2 separate regions of the Oryctolagus cuniculus genome follow, and region 1 is linked to region 2. Evidence: chromatin contacts called from public Micro-C data. All regions are on one chromosome and are shown on one strand. The core of a region is the stretch at or near the end of the contact, and the rest is flanking DNA. Distances in the headings are between cores, read along the strand shown. Region 1 holds the start of ARPC5 (actin related protein 2/3 complex subunit 5). Region 2 overlaps SMG7 (SMG7 nonsense mediated mRNA decay factor).

Region 1 (3,937 bases), core at 1,215-3,714, 44 kb after region 2:
TCGCCTCGACAATTCACATGCATCTACCTGTTCCTGCCAACTTTCATTTAATTAGGGAGACTCCTGAGGCTCTGAGTAGCCACCGCCCTGGGGGTGATGCGCTGGACTTGGTTCTAACCACTAAGCACCCGAGAGACCGGTTCTTATTTAGTGAAACACGGCTGCAGGGGACGGAAGACGCAAAGGGACACGGCTGCAGCCAGCAATTCACTCTGGAGTCCATTCCAAGGATCAGCCACGAGAATGTGCTCAGCTGGGAACTTCACCAGGGAAGAGCCACTCCATCCAGGTATGTGACAAGAGGAGACTAGGTGCGTAGGTTCTGCAGCGCAGAGCTGGTCAACGCTACAGAAACAAACCTGCTGCTAAGGAAAACACTCACGTCCATCGCTACACAGAGGAGCGAAGCTATAAAGCTTCTCCTCGAAAAAACACTCACAGAAAAATCCTATGAACATAGGGTAGCCCCAGAAGGTAGTCACTTTTACCACTGCCTGGCTTCTGCTGAATATTCATATAACTAAGCAAGAGAGAGACGGAGAGAGGGGCACAGAGAGAAGTCCCATCTGCTGGCACTGGGGTGGGACAAAGCCAGGCGCTGTGGCCATCAGCGGCCTCCTAGGGTGACCGTCAGCAGGAGCCAGGGCCTGGACGTTGACAGCTAAGTGCCGCGCCTGGCCTATGGAACCTGTTCGTTTTTGTGCCAGTTTTTTGTCTCAAAGCCTTTGCCTAGATCCAGCCCGAGGGCCCTCTGAACGCCACAGGAATGGTTCCCCCCCCCCACGCAGAACTTCCCGCGTCCAGAACACGCGTTCTCCGAAGTCGGCCAGGGTGCTGTTTTCTTAAATCTTCTTTTTCTTTTTTTAAAAAGGTCTATTTGTTTGAAAGGCAGGGAGAGAGGGAGAGAGATCTTCCACCCGCTGGCTCCCTCCCCGAATGGCGGCAAGAGCCGCAGCTGGACCCATCTGAAGCCGGAGCTTCTCCCTGGTCTCCCGTGTGGGAGCAGGGGCCCAAGCCCTGGGGCCACCCTCTGCGCTGGGCCCTCAGCAGGGGGCTGGACGGAAGTGGAGCAGCGGGCTGCTGGGCTGGCCGCCGTTTCCAGCCCCATCAAAGCGCGCCCTGAGCCCTCCTGTGTCGGACGGTCCCCAGCTGGCCGGCCGGTTGTGTGGCCGGGTGGGTGGCACTCACCTTCACCGCCTGGCTCCTGGTGTTGATGGGAGGGTTCTTCAGCGCCGCCTGCAGGGCGGCTGTCATGTTCCCTGTGCTGGCGGTTAAGGGGCAACAGCGGGGGCAGCCGGGGGCAGCCGAGGGCAGCGGCCAGCCCCTGGGACCGGTGCTTCTCGGGACTCAGAAACGCCCTCGGGGTGCCGACCAAAGGTAACAGCGCACTGGGGGGCTATTTTTGGTTCGCACCATCAGAGATCGCCTGGTAACGCTGCCCTCACGGGACACCTTCGGCAGACTGCAGAGGTGCCGAGACCCGAAACGCACGTCAGGATCCCACGCCCTCAGGTCTCCGGGAAGCCGCCATCTCCCGCGGCGCTACGTGGGCGCACAAAGACACACCTCGGCCTCGCTGCGCGGCGACGCCCCGGCTCTCGGGTGGACGGTGGACGGCTCCATTTCCTGGAGGCCACACCTAGCAGTCCGCGAAGGCGCCAGGGAGCAGGGAGCAGGCAAGGAAGCGGGCCAATCAGGCCGGCGGCAGGCACAGCCATTCCCCTAAAAGGAGAAGCCCCGGCCGCCGCCCCTCCCTCGCCATCGCTGCAGCCGGCCTCTGGCTTCCGGGGCCCACCCAGCGGGCCCACGGCGCCGCGGGGTCCAGGCTGCACAGCCCCAGGCCCTCACACGGCCGCCACGGCAGGACGCGGGCCCGAGCGGTCCCCACGCACCGCCGCGGGGCGCGGACAGCCCGAGCACGCGGGCGCCGCGGCGGCTCCTGCCAGCGCCCCCGTGTCCCCCACGGATCCGGTGCAAACGCGGACCCGGTCACAGCTGCTCAGACACGCCCAGGGCAGCAGGCACCGCCGGACAGCGGCTTCCCGCGAACGCCCGGCCCGCACTCCCGGGGCTCCACGCACTCCCGGGGCTCCACCTACTCCCGGGGCTCCGCGCACTCCCAGAGACTCCACGCACTCCCGGGGGCTCGGCGTCCGCCTGCCGGCTCCGCGCACTCCCGGGGCTCCACGCACACCCACGCACACCCCCGCCGCAAGGATATTGCCGCAGGCACGAGTCCACCTCGCCCTCGTCCGGCCCCGCCTGGCCGTCGCCGCCGTCTTCCTCGTCCACGAACTTGTTCTCGTCGTACTCATCCACGTCCACCTTCCGGAACCGCGCCGACGACACCGTGTTCTTCGACATCGCCGCCGCCCGCCGCCCTCGAGCCTCCGCGGCGCCCCCCCGACCGCTGCGAGCCGCCGCTGCCGACTCACTTCCCGCTTCCGCCCCGGGGCGTGGCCGGCCGCGCGGCTCGGGGGCTCCGCGCATGCGCGAGGCCGGCGCCCGCCCCCTCGGCGCGCAGGCGCGACTCTCCGCCGCGGGGCGGGGCGCGGCGGGCGGTGGCGAGACGCGATTGGGCGCTCGCGCGCGTCACGTGACGCGGGTTCCCTTAGAAACGCGGGCCTGCGGTCCAGCCTAACGGGTCTCAGGTGGGCGGCGGCGGGGTAGCCGGGGCTTTCCAGTCAGCTGTCTCCGCGGCCCCGCGTGAGGGCCGGGCGCGCTGCGGCCCTCTTGTCGGCAGGACCGAGGGGCGGAGGGATGCGTGTCCGGGCGCCCGCATCCTCCCGCGCCTCCCGGACGCCGCCGGGGCCGCTCCCCGGGCTGCAGTCGCCGCGCGGCCCGCGGGGTCCCCGGACTGAGCCGCACGCGCGGCCGCCCCGCGAGCGGACCCCGACCCACTCGGCCTCCGTCGGTCGGCGGCGGGGCAGGGGCCGGGCTGGGCGGCAGAGCCGGGGGTGAGCCTGCGGGGCTCGCGGTGCGGGCGTTCGGGGCGGGGGCGCGTGGGCTCCCGGCGCTGAGGGGACCCGGCCCCGCCACTCGTGTTTTTGGGGCGCGTTTCGGGACCTCGGAGGGCGGAGCGCGCCCTGCGTGTGCGCCTCCCGTCTCGCGGCCGGGCCCTCCCACTCATTACCCGATGCCTCCTGGAGCAGACGCGCCACGCGTGTGGAAAACGCGTGTTACCCGTGACGCCGGCCTCGCGCCCCCCCCCCCCCCACGCGGAGCCCGCACGCAGAAGGTGCCCAGCGCGTGCGTGGTGCGGCGGGCAGCGCGGGGAGAGAGAGGGGCGCAGAGGCCGGGGGAGACCTACGCGGGTACTCTCGGCCCCTCGCAGAGCTCCTGGGCAGCGGTGCGGGGCAGTAGCCTGAGATCCACGCCTAGCCAGAGTCCCGCACACAGCTCACGGAGGCTGCGTGTGACAGGAGACCCGCGCGTGGGCTTCAAAGCCTCCTTGCAGTAAAATCAGTGTTTTCCTATTCCCACGGACTTGGCCAAGTTCTGCGCGCAAGAAAGCTGGGGAATGGGAGGGGGGTGGCGTTTGAGTGAGGAGTCGGCCAGCTGGCCTTTTCCCCCCAGGGCTGTCACCGGCTACCCAGGTGACACAGTGGGCACTGCGGGCCACCTGCTGGCCTTGTTGCTGCGGCGACTGGCGTTATGTAAGAACGGTGTATTTTGGTGTTTCCTGCTGACTTTAGCGCAGGCATAGGCAGTGCTTCTTCAGATGCCCAAGCTGACTGTACTTTTTTCTTTTTCATCAAGATTTTCCGCAAGAGGAAACTGAACCTGGGAGGCGCTGCCGGGTGGAAATGGCAGGGAAGATGGCGGAGCCGGGGCCTCCCGCGTCCTGCGCGCCTGTCCCTCCAGGGGGTCTCGCTTAGGTAATCCTTGGAGACTGGGGCCGTGTTGGGTGCACGTCGGCCTGAGGAGCAGCCGGGGG
Region 2 (4,009 bases), core at 1,171-3,670:
CAGGACACTCAGAACACACTGACTGCTTCCGGAGATAGAAGGGGATCGCTGAGGGGGACAGAGTGGCCGATCTGTTACCTTAGAACTGTTAGAAGCCCTGCCCTTTCCCAGGATAACTGTGTGTGTGTGTGTGTTGCCTTTTTGTGTTGTTCTAGAACTAACGCCGTGTTCTTCTATTTTGAAGGGTTCCCGCCCCCAACATACGTTATCCCCCCTCCTGTGGCATTCTCTGTGGGCTCAGGTTACACCTTCCCAGCTGGTGTTTCTGTCCCAGGAACCTTTCTGCAGTCTGCAGCTCACGCTCCAGCAGGAAGCCAGGTGCAAGCTGGGAAACAGTCCCACATTCCTTACAGCCAGCAGCGGCCCTCGGGACCAGGGCCAGTGAGCCAGGGACCTCAGCAGGCACAGCCGCCTTGCCAGCAGCCCCTTGCGTCTCTACCAGCTCAGCCAGCAGCACAGCCCACAAGCCAGGTGCAGGTTCCAGCCCCAGCTCCGCCGCAGCAGTCCCCCACAAAGGCCGGGCCGGCCCTGGGGAAGAGCTCGCCTCCCCACTCGGGATTCCAGCAGGTGAGTGGGGCCCTGCCTGGACGAGCAGTGACCGTGGGCACCCAGGAGCGGTCTGCACCCTGTGGGAACATTGCAGGGTCCCTTGTTTTCACCAGTGGGCAGTGTGCTCGACCCCCACTGCCAGCCTTTGCCACCGGTGGTCAGCATTCTGGGAATGACCGCAGCAGGCAAACGGGCCGAGACGGATGTGGCACCGATTTCAGTTGCTGTCACCCGCAGCACTTGAAGCAGAGGGGGACTGTCTCACACGCAGCTGTTACCACGAGAGGGAGTGCAGTGTGGTGTCTGCCCTGGGCTCTGTGCTGAAGAGCCAGGCGGCTGGAGCGTCTGACGAGCTGTGGCCCTGGCGTCAGACCCTGGGTTCATCCTGAGATTGCTGTGTGCTGGTTCTAGGTGATGATGCCTTCTTACGTCCGTCTCTGTTTTTCAGTATCAACAGGCAGATGCCTCCAAACAGCTGTGGAATCCCCCTCAGGTGCAAGGCCCTTTAGGGAAAATCCTGCCCGTGAAACAGCCCTGCTACCTTCAGACCCAAGACCCCGTGAAGCTCTTTGAGCCGTCATTGCAACCTCCAGTGATGCAGCAGCCGCCTCTCGAGAAAAAAATGAAGCCTTTCCCCCTGGAGCCATATAACCACAGCCCCTCAGAAGTCAAAGTCCCGGAGCTCTACTGGGACTCCGCCTACAGCGTGGCAGACAGCCGCGCCGTCATGCCACAGCCAGCAAACGTGGACCGCAGGGGCAAGCGGCCACCCGGAGTCTTCCGTCCAGAGCAGGATCCCGTGCCCAGGATGCCGTTCGAGGTGTGTGTCCTTTCTGTCCCTCCCCAGGCACCTGAAGATGGGTCCGCTAGTGTCACACAGATCGGCCATCCGTGACTGCTCGGGCGCAGGGTCGTCCTGAGCAGTGCAGGAGGCCCCCTCCAGCTGCCGGGAGCTCGCCTGGGCTGGCGAGGAGTCTGGAGAAAGCTCTCGCCAGCCTGGAGGGTGCGCGGCTCCTCCGAGTCGGGCTGACTCACCTAAGTCTGAAAACGGTTCACTGAGGATTTAGTTGGTTTCCGAAAGGAACAAAGCCGGCGTCTTAGTGCAGTTCCCTCTCCTCGCCCTTCTTATTCCCGGGAACCGGGCGTCTGCTGGTAGTTGTGCAGCGGATCCGTTTCTCTGTCTTTAGCTCCCTTGTGTCTCGGGGTCTGCCCTGTCGGGGTCTCGCTGCTTCGTTGTCTTGCCTGCACCTGCATTCTGGAGCTCCGCCCTCTTGTAGCACCCGACTGCCGGTCGCTCACTCCCCTCCCTTGCCCGTGGTTGCCTTGTCCACCTCCCTCGTCGTGCCGCCCCCTGCAGCCCCCTGCAGCCCCCCGGTCTCACGTGGTCCTCTCTGCCACTAGGACCCCAAGGGCTCCCCTCTGCTCCCCCCGGACCTGTTACAGAGCCTGGCTGCCCTAGAGGACGAGGAGGAGCTCATCTTTTCCAACCCTCCCGACCTTTGCCCAGCCCTTCTGGGGCCTCTCGCCTCTCTCCCCGGACGGAGCCTCTTTGTATGTATTCGACTTAATTCTGCTTCCTGCCCTAACCCCCGCTGCTTTCTGGAGTTGTGTAGCACAGTTGATAGGTGATTCCCCGGTATGCAGTAGAAGGCGTGACTCCTGGGAAGGAGGTGGCTGCCCGTGTCGGACTCTGTAGTTCCCCGTCAGAGCATCACAGCTCGGCTCCCTGGGGCCCAGAAGCCCCCACGGGGGGTGTGCGGGCCCGGGGAGCTGCTGGCAGTGACGGCCTCGCGGGGCCTCCTGGGCCAGCCTCTCAGATGTGCTTTGTCTTGCTTAGGGACACTGAGGGTTTTTTTTTCCTCAGTTGTTTTCAAAACATGAAAAGGAATTTGTTCTAGATTCTTTGACTGACGTCATTAAGTAGGCGAGCTGAACGGAGGAGTCCTGATGTGAATTCCGAGTTGGGCTCATAGCAGAGTAGCTGAAGACAGATGCCTTGTGTTTGTAAACACTGCAGCTGCAGAAGAGGGCGGGGGGTGGGGGGGACAGAAATGCACTCCCGGAGCGGAGGAGGGTGCCGGAACACGCCCCTCGGGTCTGCAGGGAGGAGGGCACGTGCTGTGCTGCCCCTGCCCCGGAGTGAACAGAGACCTCTTCGTTGTACGTTTTTGCTGTTTCTTTCCCACAAACACGGGGCAAGAAAACACTTGTAAGATTAAAATGTTAATTTTAGTGTCAGGAGAAGTAAAAACTGCACTTTGATGGCAGCCCTGGCACTCGAGGGCTCCTGAGAGTTTGCCAGATGAGCGGCGGTGGAGGCCCCTCCCCGTAGCAGCGTGAAAGACCTGAGAGCTGCGCGCAGTCCTGCCGCTGGCCAGGCTGGGGCGCTGTCCCCTTCCTGGAGCTGGTGCTGGAAAGCGCCAGCCACTCGGTGGCAGTGAATGATAGACGTCAGCTTTTTCCCCTAATAAATGGGAGTTGGAGCGGAGCAGCTGTTCAGTATGGACTGCAGCCAGCAGTGCGTGGGGAGCGGGCTACAGAGCCAGCGGGCGTGGATTTGGGAGGCTTGCTCGGTCACCAGTTTGAGGGTTTGAAGCACTTCGGGGGGGGGGGGGGCAGTGCCGAACAGTTCAGCCTCTTCGTCAGAGATGGTTTACAGTGCAGCTGCTGACAAGGGGCTCCTGAGGTTCCTGCCTAGCGAACCCTCGGGGTGCTGCTCCCCGGGGCCCGGCCCTGCCGCCCCCCACCCTCCCGGCAGCCGGCACTGGCCTGGTGTCGCGGCGTTAGCCAGTGTGCGTCCGCCGCTCAGCCTCGCCTCGTACGCTCTGGCAGGGCCGAGCGTGCTGGCGGTCACCTTGTCCGTGTGTGGTCACTCGGGATACTGAGCAAATGCAAGGCCTGACGACAATGCCTTTCTTTCCGGACTGAAGAAATCCTTGTTGGAGAAGCCGTCGGAGCTCATGTCGCACTCGTCCTCCTTCCTGTCTCTCACCGGCTTCTCCCTCAGTCAGGTGGGTGAAGGGCTGGGCGGCACCTGTGTGGCTCCGCCTTCTCTTCTGTGTTGGATGTCTGCCAGGAGTTTGAGTTTGTCCTGTCTGTCTCTGCAGCAGGCGAGTGACTGGTACACTCGAGTTTGAACCCTCTGACGTCTCATTGATGTCGAAATCCTTTGGGCTGTGTTGTTCAGCAGATAAATGATTCGCGCTTTCTAAGCCGAGTGGTTATTACATGGAGAAAAGGCAGAGGGGAGATAGTGTGGAAGAGACAAGAAAAGCTGTTGCAAGTGTGTCTGGCCGGGCAGAGCGGCAGGCGTGAGGGCTCGTCGCCTGGGTCTCCGGGGTGGTGTGACCAGACTCTGTCTTCCAGGACAGGCACCCGAGCAGCAGTGTGTTCAGCGAGGTGTACGGGAAGAACCTGGCGGCTGGCTCCAAAGCAGAGCTGAGCCCCGCCCTGGCCCCCC

Evidence for each region. A called contact is a pair of places that touch in the nucleus more often than the background predicts.
Region 1: a Micro-C map of ear pinna shows a contact between it and region 2, with 2.7 times the contacts expected there. The contact joins the promoter of ARPC5 here to the enhancer-like site in region 2. A contact is called at or near these places in 2 of 6 Hi-C or Micro-C datasets (ear pinna and an unstated tissue).

What each region holds. Positions count from the first base shown.
Region 1 is chr13:1,523,284-1,527,220 of mOryCun1.1, forward strand. It overlaps ARPC5 (actin related protein 2/3 complex subunit 5), which reads right to left and starts at 2,465. Exons shown (of 4, transcript XM_070055012.1): 1 at 2,222-2,465; 2 at 1,189-1,270. The coding sequence starts at 2,364. RGL1 (ral guanine nucleotide dissociation stimulator like 1) reads left to right here and starts at 2,518. Exons shown (of 20, transcript XM_070055004.1): 1 at 2,518-2,651; 2 at 3,760-3,878.
Region 2 is chr13:1,479,076-1,483,084 of mOryCun1.1, forward strand. SMG7 (SMG7 nonsense mediated mRNA decay factor) reads left to right here. Exons shown (of 22, transcript XM_051841431.2): 15 at 185-567; 16 at 998-1,369; 17 at 1,951-2,100; 18 at 3,480-3,560; 19 at 3,916-4,009. Among named protein-coding and RNA genes, the nearest start is that of NCF2, 21 kb to the right of the region's middle. Within about 2 kb of position 2,421, at least 2 of the 8 cell types and tissues checked have an H3K27ac peak or open chromatin away from gene starts, as enhancers often do. A contact at or near this core is called in ear pinna, where this site is marked.